Linked DNA regions of Mus musculus: regions 2 and 3 are each linked to region 1. The links are chromatin contacts, called in public Hi-C maps. All regions are on one chromosome and are shown on one strand. Each heading gives the region's core, a stretch centred on a gene start, on an enhancer-like site or on the middle of the called end of the contact. The rest is flanking DNA. Distances are from core to core; before and after follow the strand shown.

Region 1 (4,089 bases), core at 1,204-3,703:
TAACCAAAATAGTTAGAAGAAGGAAAAGAATGTGAGACCTTCATCAGAGACCTTAAACTATCCAAGCAAAGTTTCTATGTGTGGCTCAACGCTTTTATACATGCATAAACAGACACGCCTTAGGTGAACTGGCAAAAACAAATACATACGTGCAGACATGCCAAAGTCACAAATGGCAACTGTTGGTGACAATCACTTGCTTTGTCTGTATACACAACACTGAGAGTATACATCTGACACACAGTGCAATGGTAAGCTAAGAAATGGTACGACAGTGAACTTTATGTGATATGGCTAATTTCTACCACAAAGTCTCAAAATAAAGCTGTTGCCATAGAAGGGTCCTCCAATGACAGCAACCATTTGCCAATAATTATACTAAGCATTCTACATAAACCCACGAATGTAATCGTAAAACACCTATAAAAGGCAGGTAATGTCATCTTCCTTTTATAAGACACTACAGGCTAACTGTGAGAGGTGAGGTGCTTCACCCATAGGCCCCATGTTAACAGGACCTCACTACTGCAACAATCACAGTATAAGAGCACTGCTCAGAGTTGAAGGGTTTCAGAGCTGCTCCACTCAGGATGACCACACTTGCTCACTGTGATGCCCAAGGACTGTAACATGGCCACAATCAGCTACACTGTATTTGTTTTACTGGCTTACAATTTCACATAGGATGTTCTTTCAGGAAATCTACAGAAACAGAAAAACAGTTCACAAACTGTCTTCAGAGCGAAAGTAGCAAGATTCGCACAGTAAATGATTCTTATGCATCAAGGGCTGTACAAAATCAAAATATCGCCATTTTCCTATCAGAATTTTGCCTGCAGCATACTTACCTCAATGGAACTGGCTATATTTAAACACTCCTCCATTCCAGGAATATCCAACTGAATGATTCGGAAATCTTTACATTTTATGATGATGGTACCCAGAGAGCCCACAAATCTGTAAGAAATTACATGAAATCATGAAAATGGTAAGAAAACTAGTGAGGACAGTAGGTGAGAACCAGAACACAGAGAACCAGGGATTCAGTCTTTATCATGCAGGCATGAGAGACCATTGAATACATTTATGCAATAAAGATGAACTGAGGAGTCTAGTAGTCTGCTGATGGTATCTTGTACACAGATACACACATACACACATAAGTAAAAATAAAAAATTTAAAGTGATGGAGTAGGGAAATAAAGATGAATTAGTTCCTATGTTCCTTTAGAGCCAGCCCCTTTCTTTTCACAAGAAAAACTGAATGTTAAGGGCTAATGATTACCCTCAGTGGGAAGTGATCATTCCAGAGAATAAGTAAGATGCAATATGATAAACTCAGTCTTCCCTAAATGAGCAGGGGTGTAAAATTTGTCATCCACCTGCATCGGCACTCCCCATCAGCTATTACAGGGGTGCACCTTACCGATTTTAAAACGTTTTAAGGAGAGACTAAAATGCATATGCATATATATGGAAAAAATGACAGTGTACTCAGTTAAATACTATGGCCAGGCATAGCGGCCCATACACACACAACTGTAATTCCAGCACTTACTTGGGAGGCTGGGGCTGGAGAGTTGGAAGTTCAAGACCGGCCTATGCTGCAAAGGGCTGAGCATGCCTATTTAAAAACGAGATCGTGGGGGAGGGGTCGCTTTAAATTGTATTGAATCATAACTTCGTGAAGTCAGATTAACAACAACCAATAATTCAAGAAATGTGGTGGAAGAAATTTTTTTTTTACAAAGAACATTTAAAAATACGCCCAAATGCTGTTCAAAATGACCACTACGACTCTGAGACCTTAGCCTGGGGATGCCAGGTGGCCAGTGCAGATAGATCTAGGCCCCAGAAGGCTCATTTGGCTGGCTGAGCCAGGATACCCATAAAAAACCACCTGAAAGCGTCTGTTCCGTTCCAGGCTCCTCCGGGACCTGGGTGTGGTGGGCGCTCACCGTTTGTCGATGGCGTCGATATTTGAATGGAGGAGCCAGAGCTCCTCCGTGTTGTCCTGCCGGGAAGACAGGATCAGGTGGTGGCCTGTCAGACACAGGGTCCCTTCCACGGCGGTGTAGAAAGGCCGGTGCAGCACCACATTGTCTACCCGTGGGGTTTTAATCAGCTCCGCAAACTCCATATTGGGCGCAGCCTAGGGGCGGGAGGCCCAGTCCCGCAGGTGCCCGGCGGTTAATCCGCAGACCCGGACGGAGCCCCGGCTGGGCGGGCCCGGGAGGTCGAGCCCCGCCCCGGCTGGGCGGGTGCGCCAGGGCCTGCGGGCACCGCCCTGGCCGCTTCTCCAAGTCTCTTCCGCACCACTGGCCGGGACTCGGTCGCAGAGAAGGCTTCCCGCCAGGCCCTGCACTCCCCGCTGCCACCGGCGTCTGACGGGCGGGCTGCGGAGGAGACGGACCCGGCGTCGGGGCAGCAGCATCCGAGCCCGAGCAGCCAGGGACTTCTGGCGGAAGTAGCTGCTGAGCGTTGCACCCGGCAGGAACTCCTGCACAATTAGAGGGACTCGAGACTCGGAAGACATAGAAACCGGACCGGAAGTTGGTACTTTGCTAGATCCGGTGGAACACAGCCAGAAACAATGACTTTATGGTCCTACAATGGAAAAACAAAACAAAACAAAACAAAACCAACCAAAACCTCTTTCACCTTCTACCGCCGCAATCCTTGCCCTTCAAATATTCCTTATCGGAAAAGGCGAGACGAGAAGACGTCGCTGACCTGCCAGCCTCCACATGAGTGCTGTCCCTCAAGGGCTCTTCGTTTGCGCTACCTGGTAGTTGTCTCATGAATTGGTCACGAAGAGATGTCAAATGTAGGATGGAAGCGGAGGTTGTGATCGAAAAGTAGCATCTTGGTGTCTGGAAGAGACATGGGACAATCTATGCTTTAGACTCTTTGAGAGCGCCATGACTTTAACCAAGAACAGCATATTCTAAAAGGATGGAAAGAGAAACTGACTAATCCTCGCCCTGCGAAAGGACTCTAGTGTCTTCAGAGATAGTTCAGTTAATCTGTAGCAAAGCCTGAAATCAAGACCTTGGTATATTGGTCACGACTTCATAGTATCCCGGCTAAGTACAGTCTAGCTGAACTGCTCACGGACACTGCAATGACAGAGTTTTGCTGTTGTAATTTCCCTCTTCTTTTTTTTTTTTTTTAATTTTTTATTAGGTATTTTCCTCATTTACATTTCCAATGCTATCCCAAAAGTCCCCCATACCCCCCCCCACTCCCCTACCCACCCACTCCCACTTTTTGGCCCTGGCATTCCCCTGTACTGGGGCATATAAAGTTTGCAAGTCCAATGGGCCTCTCTTTCCAGTGATGGCCGGCTAGGCCATCTTTTGATACATATGCAGCTAGAGTCAAGAGCTCCGGGGTACTGGTTAGTTCATAATGTTGTTCCACCTATAGAATTTCCCTCTTCTTGCTTTCTATCCCTCTACTTTATCCCAGAATAAGAATTATGTTTGAGTCCTGGCCTGCTTTTACTGTGTTAGCAGTGAAAATTCTCACCACCCAGTCAGTGTCTACGAACAGCAAGGTAGCTGACTTCAGAGTGTGCAAAGTGAAGTTGACCAGATTGCACAGTGTTTGTCCTTGATTTTGTTCTTGTCTTTTCTAAAAACCTTCCCTTCCTAAATCACTCACTCCTGCGATCCAGTTTATCTGCAAAAGGAAAACAACCAGCAATGGATGCTGATGGACTGAGGTGAAGTAATGTGGAGGTGTTTTCCACACCGGATTTGTTTACTTTCCTTCCTCACTTGACTCATTGTATTAACTACAAATTGTGGAATGGAAAACTTTTAATCTGAAAAATAATGAAAAGTTATACAGAGAAAAAAATGAAAGTAAAGCCTTGAAGGGTAAGGCTCCCCGAATGGAAGATATCCAAGGAAGAACTTAGTGTCCAATTTAGTATATGCTAGAAGATAGAAAGTCTCCATGGATTCTGTGGCCCTTCTGGTTTTCTTGAAAATAAATTATGAAAACGTTATTTCATTAAGTTAAAATGTTTCATGCTCTATAAAGTCATAAATTAGGATTTTTTCCTTTTATTTGTTTTTTGCC
Region 2 (3,849 bases), core at 1,231-3,730, 170 kb before region 1:
CTGACACTCAGACAGACACCTCTGAGGGCCACTGTGTGGAGGGATAGCAAGGCCCATCTCAGTTCAGACCGTGATGGCTACAGCCTTGGTTGGCACTGAGAGCCAACCTCAGGCTGAGGTGGCATTGGCCACCTCCCCCCTGATGGTTTCACTGTCTGGGGAGCCAGTTGGAAGTCCCCTGAGGGGGTTATCGGCCCCTAAGATGTGGCTCTCCTCCTGAATCCACTGATTAATGCACTAAACCAGTACTGCTTGCTTGATCAATGTACCAGAGTCCTCCTGCAAAGTCAATTTTCCTCACTCACAGTAAGAGAAGAGCATCCATGCAACCCTTCGGGTGCAAGGGTTGGATGCTCATGCTTTAGTTAGAGCTGTGTTTTCCAACCTGTGCTCCCTGACACCCTCCTTCCACAGGAGGATTTTCTCAACTTAGTCTGGGGATCAGAGGGTGAAACAAGGGGAAGAAAGTGCAGGTCTTCTCCTCCATCCTTCTAGATTTATATGCACTGGAGTCTCCAGGATGGGGAGGAGATAGCTGAGCATTCCAAGGCCATTCTGAATGAAGACTCCCAAGGGGCTTGAGTTGCTTCTCTGCCACCCCCTCCCATCTAGGGAAAGGAAGTGCTGAGCTGGGTGGGAAAGGACCAAACACAAGGACCATGGGTCTCCCTAGTCATCTCCAACAGCAAGGAGACATTCAAGGGGGCTCCAGAGAGTTGAGACGTTCAAAGGCTTTCGTGTGTGTGTGTGTGTGTGTGTGTGTGTGTGCGTGCGCGCGCGAGTGTGTGTACACTCACACACTCTGCTCACCCTCTTGGGCAGTGTATTCACTGTCAATGATCCTGGCCAAGCCGAAGTCAGCGATTTTGCAGCACAACGTCTCAGACACCAGGATGTTGGCTGCCCGCAGGTCACGGTGGATGGAATTCATGCGCTCTATGTAAGCCATCCCCTCTGCAACCTGAGGGGACAGGTCACATGGTGAAGGGCAGCAAGGATGGAGCCTACCAGCTCATAAGGCCAGCTTCACATGCCCTGCCCAGGGGAGAGAGAAGGTATCCACCCCTTCCCATGAGACCAACCCAGACTCAGGGCAGCAGAGAAGCTAGGCTGACATCCCCAGGCCTGTCCCCCTTTTTCAGACAATTGTCTCCAAGGTTCTGTGGACTGGGAATAGCAAAGAAGGCTGGGGTTGTAGATAGCCTCTAATGAGACAGGGAGGAGAAAGGACGAACAGGGCATAGCACGGAAGGGCAGGGCTACTCCCTCAGTGGACACTTCTCTCAGAGGAGCCAACCATGCCTTGGAATCACCAATGTCCAATGGGCTGGGTCACTTCCCTGAGAGGTCATAGTTATTACCCAGAGCACGAGAAGCCATCTCTGGGACCCAAGGTTAGGGTCAGTGTTGAATAAGGTGACTGTAGCTGAGGCCCTGCCCCTGCCCCTGCCCCTGCCCCTGCCCCTGCCCCTGCCCCAGGTGCTCCAGAGGAGCAGACTCTCACTGAAGAGGAGCCTTGTCTGTCCCAAGCACCTGTACCAGGCCATTAAGTCTTCAGTCACTCACTGATGGATGGAAAAGGTGACTTCAGCTCTCACTTGCTCTTGCAGGATGCCAGCTTCTAGATGGATCCTACTTGCCCAGGAACTTAGGTACATATACTATCAACTTCTCTCCTATTGAGCTGCACACCAGGCCCCAGTCCTGCATCTGTTTCCACAGGGCCCTGCTTTATGCATGAGTCTCCTCATTTATCCCCTTGCGAAACCACTCAGTCAATATGCATTTGCTAGTGTGGGACTCTGCGGGTTGGAAAGCCAGGGCTAACTAAACAGCTTCTATCTAGGGAGCCCTGGCAATGCTCACACTGTTAGCTAACACGTACGAATCAGCTTTAGGGAAAAAAAAACAAAACCTACACAAACATAGAAGACGCGAATCTGCGTCTGTAGAAAAGATGCTACAAAGCCAAAGGGGAGCCAGGACTCTCTCTAGATCTTCTCCCTGGTGCTTTGTACCCAAAGACATTAATGAGGCTTGTTCATCCATTGATGAGCAGCAAACTGCTCAAGAGCAGAGCCAACAACCCCTCCCTCTTGTCCAGAAAAGTCTTGGTAGACGTGGCCTCCGACAAGGGCTGGTCCTGGGACTCTGGTTGGAAATGTGCAGACAGGAAGAATCCAAGGCAGTCTGCACTGTATAGGACCACCATTCTTGTGGCTGCAGAGGCGGACCAGCTTCTGTCCATCCAATGCCTGACTCAAAGCCAGTCGCCAGGGTTAAGTTTCTGTGTCCATCCTAACAGCTGCATCAACAGATCTCTGCTACCCCAGTGGAAAAAGACACTGTGACCTCAGTTCCTGGGCTGATAGCAGCTGCAGATAATGTGGGACAGGGTCGGAAGTTAAAGTGGGCAAGTGGGTTAAAGTGTGGGTGGGAAGGCTCCCCTTTATAGCTCTCTGTGTGTTGACAGTGTGTCTCGCAGGCTGGCCACAGACCACAGCTTTCTTGCTGAGAGTTCCAGTTTCAACAGTCATACTCAGGGCCCCCAGATGTGTCTTCCTGCCAGTTAGAACCCTCAGCTAAAATCCCCCCGGGGATAAAGATACTGCCCAATCTCAATTCTGCACTCTTCTAGCAGAGGCTGGGGAGGTCTACACATGGATGGATTCAGAGGGAACCAAAGGCCAATAATCCAGGACAGTGATGTGTGTGTGTGTGTGTGTGTGTGTGTGTGTGTGTGTGTGTGTGTGTGTGTGTGTGTAGAAGGTGGTCCTAGAAAGTTTTGTGCCTTGTATTCTGTGTGGCTCATGCCTCATCAGGCTGAGGTCAGTTCCAGGCCAATACCAAGATTTAGGGGGTCTTAGGACAGGATGAGAGCATTGGAGAAGGAAGTCAGAGCAAAGCATACCTGCCTACATTCAAAACAGAATTCTTTCCTATTCTCCAGCTTTCCAACATCCACTGCCATCTCTACCTTCCTAATAAATAGAACTACCCTACTCCATCATGGCGGCCCAGAATTGGAACTACATTTCCCAGACTCCCTTGCAGCCAAGGGAGCCTCTCATTGAGGTGAGTGGGAGGGATGTGTCTCTAGAGGAAAGGAGGTGGGATTTTTATCACCATCATCTTGCTGGCTAAGGGTCAAGGGTGGGTGATGAAGCTTCAGCATCTACCATGCTATCAGGGCAGAGGACATCAGTGAGTAAAGTCTCTCATCTGTTCTCTAGGGGTTTATATATTTAGAGGTCGCTACTTCAGGCTTTCTGCCCTTCACAGTTGAGCACAGCCTCCTACCAGGGAATTCAGTACAGTCACAAAGCACAGAGTGGGGCGCCCCCCCCCTTCAGGCTCCCGCTCTGCTTCAGAGCTCACCAACCTGGGCTGACATGTCAATCAGCCTTGGAAGGGACAACCTGCTACCTTCATCGGTCTTCAGAAAATCCAGCAAGCATCCTAGGAGAAGAAAGACAGCAACTGCAAAGTGACTGGATGGAGCCTGGCTCTGATTGCGTGGTCTGTGTCTATGTGAGGAGGTAGGGGTGGTGATCTGCCTACAGCTGAGGTGCCTCAGGCTTCAGGGAAACACTAGCTCCCAGACTTTTAAAAGTTAGTTCTCAGATAAATTCAGGGGCACATCTGGGGTCTCCTGAGTCAGCAGAGCTGGGATAGACCAGCTCTGGGCCTAAGGCTAGTGTTCTTTTCCAGCATGACGTTCCCAGGTGTCTTCCTTAGTCTACTCCCCTCCTAGACAGACTCCCTCTCCCACCCTCCCCACCAAACATTAACAAGAAAACACCAGAAGAGAGAGCTGGGGCAAGTAATGAAAGTGGCTCTTCCACAGAG
Region 3 (3,681 bases), core at 965-3,464, 170 kb after region 1:
AGGACTTGAAAAGTCAATGTGGGAAACTGATGCGTGAAAGAGGAAGACCCGAAAACGCACTCTCCAGGGATGGATTGATGGACAGTGCTGCAAAGAACCCGAGAAGATCGTATGGAATAGAGGGTGGGAGGCATTCAAAAGGTTGTTACACCCAGCAATAAACTCAAAAGATGAAGGGAAATTAGGAGCTCCAGGACAAAGTTAAAAGAGAAAGAGATGAGTTCACTCAGTTTCTACTGAAAAAAAAATCCACCATTCACGTCCAAATGTCTGTCAGAATAGCTACTGAAAGAGAGAGCTGATAAACACAGATTCCAGGGCCTGGGGCCAGGTCCAAATTGTCCATGAGGATGAAATAGAGAGAAAGGAGGGGAGGGTCCCCAAAACTTTTGCCAAGCTCTGTGTACCAAGAGCTCTTACAACTCCCACCTCAGCAGTTGCCTGAAACACCAACCCCTTCCCAAGTGTTCACACTTGACTTAGATCTGCACCCAGCCTGGCTTGCCACATACTAGTCACAGTGTGTGCTCCTGTGTGGGTAATGCTAGGTGTTTGTAAACACCACTATCTCTCTGTTGTATAGGAATGAAATTTATTTCCCATACACACAGAGTGCAACAGAAGTGTCCTGCCTGTGGGGATCCTAGAACTTAGGTTGCCCCATGCTCCATTTCCAGGGTTATTGAAGTCATTTCCAGCCAATGCGGAGGAAGAGGATGGTGGCTCATGGCTGCCATTCCAGGTTTTGAGAAGCTGAAGCAGGAGAATTGCTAGGAGAGTGAAGCCAGTTTGCATGACAGAGTGAACTCCTGACTCAGAGAGGAGATGGGGAGGGAGGGAGGGAGGGAGGGAGGGAGGGAGGGAGGGAGGGAGGGAGGGAGAGAGATAGAACACACAGACACACTTGATCGTGGGAGGATTTTAGGGCCACACCTAGTTGGGGGATCACTGTCATTTACATTGCACCAGCTTCAGTTAATTAACAAGAACACCTGATTGCTAAGGAGACCGAGCAACATTGTGTTGGCTGGGTTTTCAGGGGAAACAGGGACAGTTTTGATATATACATGCATAAAGGTTAATAACAGTAATTTTTAAAGTTTGCTCCACAAAATAAGTAAAGCTCAAAATATAACACCATCACCTCAGAGGGTTGTGTCTACTCCTGGAGCTTTTTACTCCCTGAAAATATTTGCAAAATGATTTAACTGTAATCATTTCATTGAAAATCCATCTCTTTCCCTTGGATCCTGGGCATGATAGGTTTGAAGTTAGTGCCCCATAACCTTGTGGAGCTGGAGGTTTTGGATCTTCATATTTCCTTTGCAAAGTCTTTCTAAGGGCAGGAGTGAATGAAGGCACATGCAAATACATTTTGTGCACACTTGGTTCATAGATCCCAGGCTACAATCCCCTGGCATTCTCGAGAAGCCAGTGGTTCTCCCTTACCTCAGTTTTGGCTCCGTATACCACTGAGCTGTGTAAATCTGCTTTGCTGTCTATAGCTTGTTCCCCCTAGTGCCTGGCCAATGCTAGCCTGTATCTGGACAGGCCCCATACTGGCAGCTTTTTCTCCCGCCTTGTTGGACTTCCAAACTGGACCTGACTTGCTTTCTGCTGTCATGTCTAGTTTCTTTCAGCAGTCCTAGTTTCCTTGGCCTGTCTGTTCTATGGCATTCCGTGCTTCCAGATGACTTTGCCCTGGATGGATTAGCCCACTGCTGTCCTGGTTTCACCCCACATGATGTTTGCTTGCTTGCTTGCTCTTTAGAGGGAGGAGCGTGGCTAAGGGACCCAGCAGGCTGTGAGATAAGAGCAGCAGCAGCTCCTGCTGTGGTGTCCTGGTCTGACCCATGCACACGCAGATCCCCTTGAAGGGCCTCAGCTGCAGACCTAGCACTGTGGCTGCTGGCAGCCACCTACCTTTCTCTCCAGGGTGCACCCAGCCCTCCCTCCCTCTCCGTATTTGGGCCAAGTAGGCCTAATGGACCTGTCTGACCCTCAGTCCCTGCTCCAGGAAGATGGGAATGGATTTCTCATTCTCAGTCTTCATCTGTACTTTCTTGGGACCTTGAACAGAGCACTTTGGGGGCTTCTGTGGCACTCTGGACAGAACCCCGTTGGTGAAATCTCAGCACCCTGGACAGACCCAGTATATATTCAGTACCTTGGACAGAGTCATGGGGGCAGCTTCAGGACCATGATCTTTGGTGTTCAAGACATCTTCCTGGGACATGGCTTCAGCACCAAGGACAGAGATGTTCCAAAGTGGCACTCATCACTTTGCTATGGACAAAGGGCTCCAGGCAAAGTTTCCAGCATGCTGGGCAGACACCACCACCGCCTTCCCCTGCCCTTGTGTTTTGTGTCTTCATTGCCCTGACAAAGGATTCACGGCTCTCAATGGCCACACAGATTTCCAATGTTGACTAAACAAACTGACTGTTACTAAGATTCACCCAAACTTGGGGATTGGCCTTCATGGGTCTATATTGCCGTCAGCAAGGACAGCTAGGTGGCGTTTTCTAATCAGCCTGCTCCCATTTTTGCTAATTTGGAAATTTTAAAACAGCTCTTTAAGTTGTTGCTCCAGCTGAGAATTGCCACTGTCCCTGTGCAATGAGGCCAGATTTCGGTGTGGTGCTGCAGCCCAGCTGTTTCAGCCTGAGCCAGGAAGCAAATTATTTCTTATCTATCTCCTGTGCAGGCACCACAGAGAGATCACAGACTTTAGACCTGGCTCCCAGTTCCATTGAGATCTGGGATACATTGTTTCTTCTTTTTGGATCATTTGTAAAATAATATTTACTACCCAGAGCTGTTCTCACAGATTGTATCAGGATGGTCATATTCCTGTGGCACCTGAATTGTCTTTTTAAAATGTAATTGTCTCCTTGCTTATACTTGTGCTCTGACCTCAAGGTTCCATATACTGTGTGTGTGTGTGTGTGTGTGTGTGTGTGTGTGTGTGTGGTGTTTGTGTGCGCATGTGCCTGTGTGCCCTACTAGGCAACTACATCAGAAGTCTTTGTCTATTGCTCTCTGCCTCATTTTTTGAGACAGGGTCTCTCACTGAACCTGGAACATACAGATTGGGCTAGACTGGCTGCCAGTGAGCCCCAGGGTTCTCCCTATCTCTGTACAAGCTCACCACACTGGTTTTTATGTGGGTACTGGGGCTTAAAATCAGGTCCTCATGCTGGCATGGATAGAACTTTACCCCAACTGAGCCATCTAGCCCTTACAATATTCTTATTCTATTAGTAAATGGATTTTTGTTTTACAGGTGTATTTTAATGTCGATCTTGTCACCTGTATATTACAACTATCAAAAAATGGAATATCCTGAGTTGTGGGAGACATTGGATCTGAGTGGCATTCTATAAGATACTAAAGACCCATGTGACCTAGAGTACCCTGTAGTGTTACCCAGATTCAGCCTTCATAAGCCCTTATATAGATGCTGTTACCTTGGCCAGAGTTCCAGATGGGCCCACTGTGGACTCACAGGCCAGTGCAGGTTGTGTAAAGGACTGTGACCAGGATAAGGGCCCCACCCTATGCCTAGGTCTTGGTTCCTGGTCTGCACACCGTGGTCCTCACTGGTCCCTCCTTCCACCTGGCACCACACAATGCCTGGAAGAGGTGTGATGTTTCTCTAACACGCAGAGCCCAGTTTGT

What was found. Hi-C and Micro-C count contacts between places; a contact is called where the count stands out from the background.
Region 2: a Hi-C map of the MNK3 cell line shows a contact between it and region 1, with 8 times the contacts expected there. The contact joins the enhancer-like site here to the promoter of Mtmr9 in region 1. A contact is called at or near these places in 22 of 39 promoter capture datasets (the 3T3-L1 cell line, 3T3-L1-derived adipocytes, the C10 cell line and 11 more), 7 of 15 datasets of contacts at CTCF or cohesin (the G1E-ER4 cell line, the NIH/3T3 cell line, embryonic stem cells and 2 more), 210 of 484 Hi-C or Micro-C datasets (the 3T3-L1 cell line, 3T3-L1-derived adipocytes, the 63-12 cell line and 97 more), 33 of 115 datasets of contacts at active chromatin or transcription factors (T-cell acute lymphoblastic leukemia, acute myeloid leukemia, astrocytes and 16 more) and 6 of 9 other capture datasets (adipose tissue, embryonic tail, embryonic trunk and 3 more).
Region 3: a Hi-C map of the N1E-115 cell line shows a contact between it and region 1, with 5 times the contacts expected there. The contact joins the enhancer-like site here to the promoter of Mtmr9 in region 1. A contact is called at or near these places in 6 of 39 promoter capture datasets (the 3T3-L1 cell line, cranial neural crest, embryonic stem cells and 3 more), 1 of 484 Hi-C or Micro-C datasets (the N1E-115 cell line), 8 of 115 datasets of contacts at active chromatin or transcription factors (the NIH/3T3 cell line, T-cell acute lymphoblastic leukemia, embryonic limb bud and 3 more) and 2 of 9 other capture datasets (adipose tissue and pancreatic islet).

What each region holds. Positions count from the first base shown.
Region 1 is chr14:63,541,500-63,545,588 of GRCm38.p6, forward strand. It overlaps Mtmr9 (myotubularin related protein 9), which reads right to left and starts at 2,454. Exons shown (of 10, transcript NM_177594.1): 1 at 1,959-2,454; 2 at 849-957. The coding sequence starts at 2,140.
Region 2 is chr14:63,375,086-63,378,934 of GRCm38.p6, forward strand. It overlaps Blk (B lymphoid kinase), which reads right to left. Exons shown (of 13, transcript NM_007549.2): 10 at 3,383-3,459; 11 at 811-961. Among named protein-coding and RNA genes, the nearest start is that of Gm46458, 5.9 kb to the left of the region's middle. Within about 2 kb of position 2,481, at least 40 of the 459 cell types and tissues checked have an H3K27ac peak or open chromatin away from gene starts, as enhancers often do. A contact at or near this core is called in the C2C12 cell line, the CH12 cell line, the MNK3 cell line and 7 more, where this site is marked.
Region 3 is chr14:63,711,062-63,714,742 of GRCm38.p6, forward strand. The region is part of intron 1 of Xkr6 (X-linked Kx blood group related 6); the gene reads left to right. Among named protein-coding and RNA genes, the nearest start is that of Mir598, 14 kb to the right of the region's middle. Within about 2 kb of position 2,215, at least 27 of the 459 cell types and tissues checked have an H3K27ac peak or open chromatin away from gene starts, as enhancers often do. A contact at or near this core is called in the N1E-115 cell line, embryonic limb bud and pancreatic islet, where this site is marked.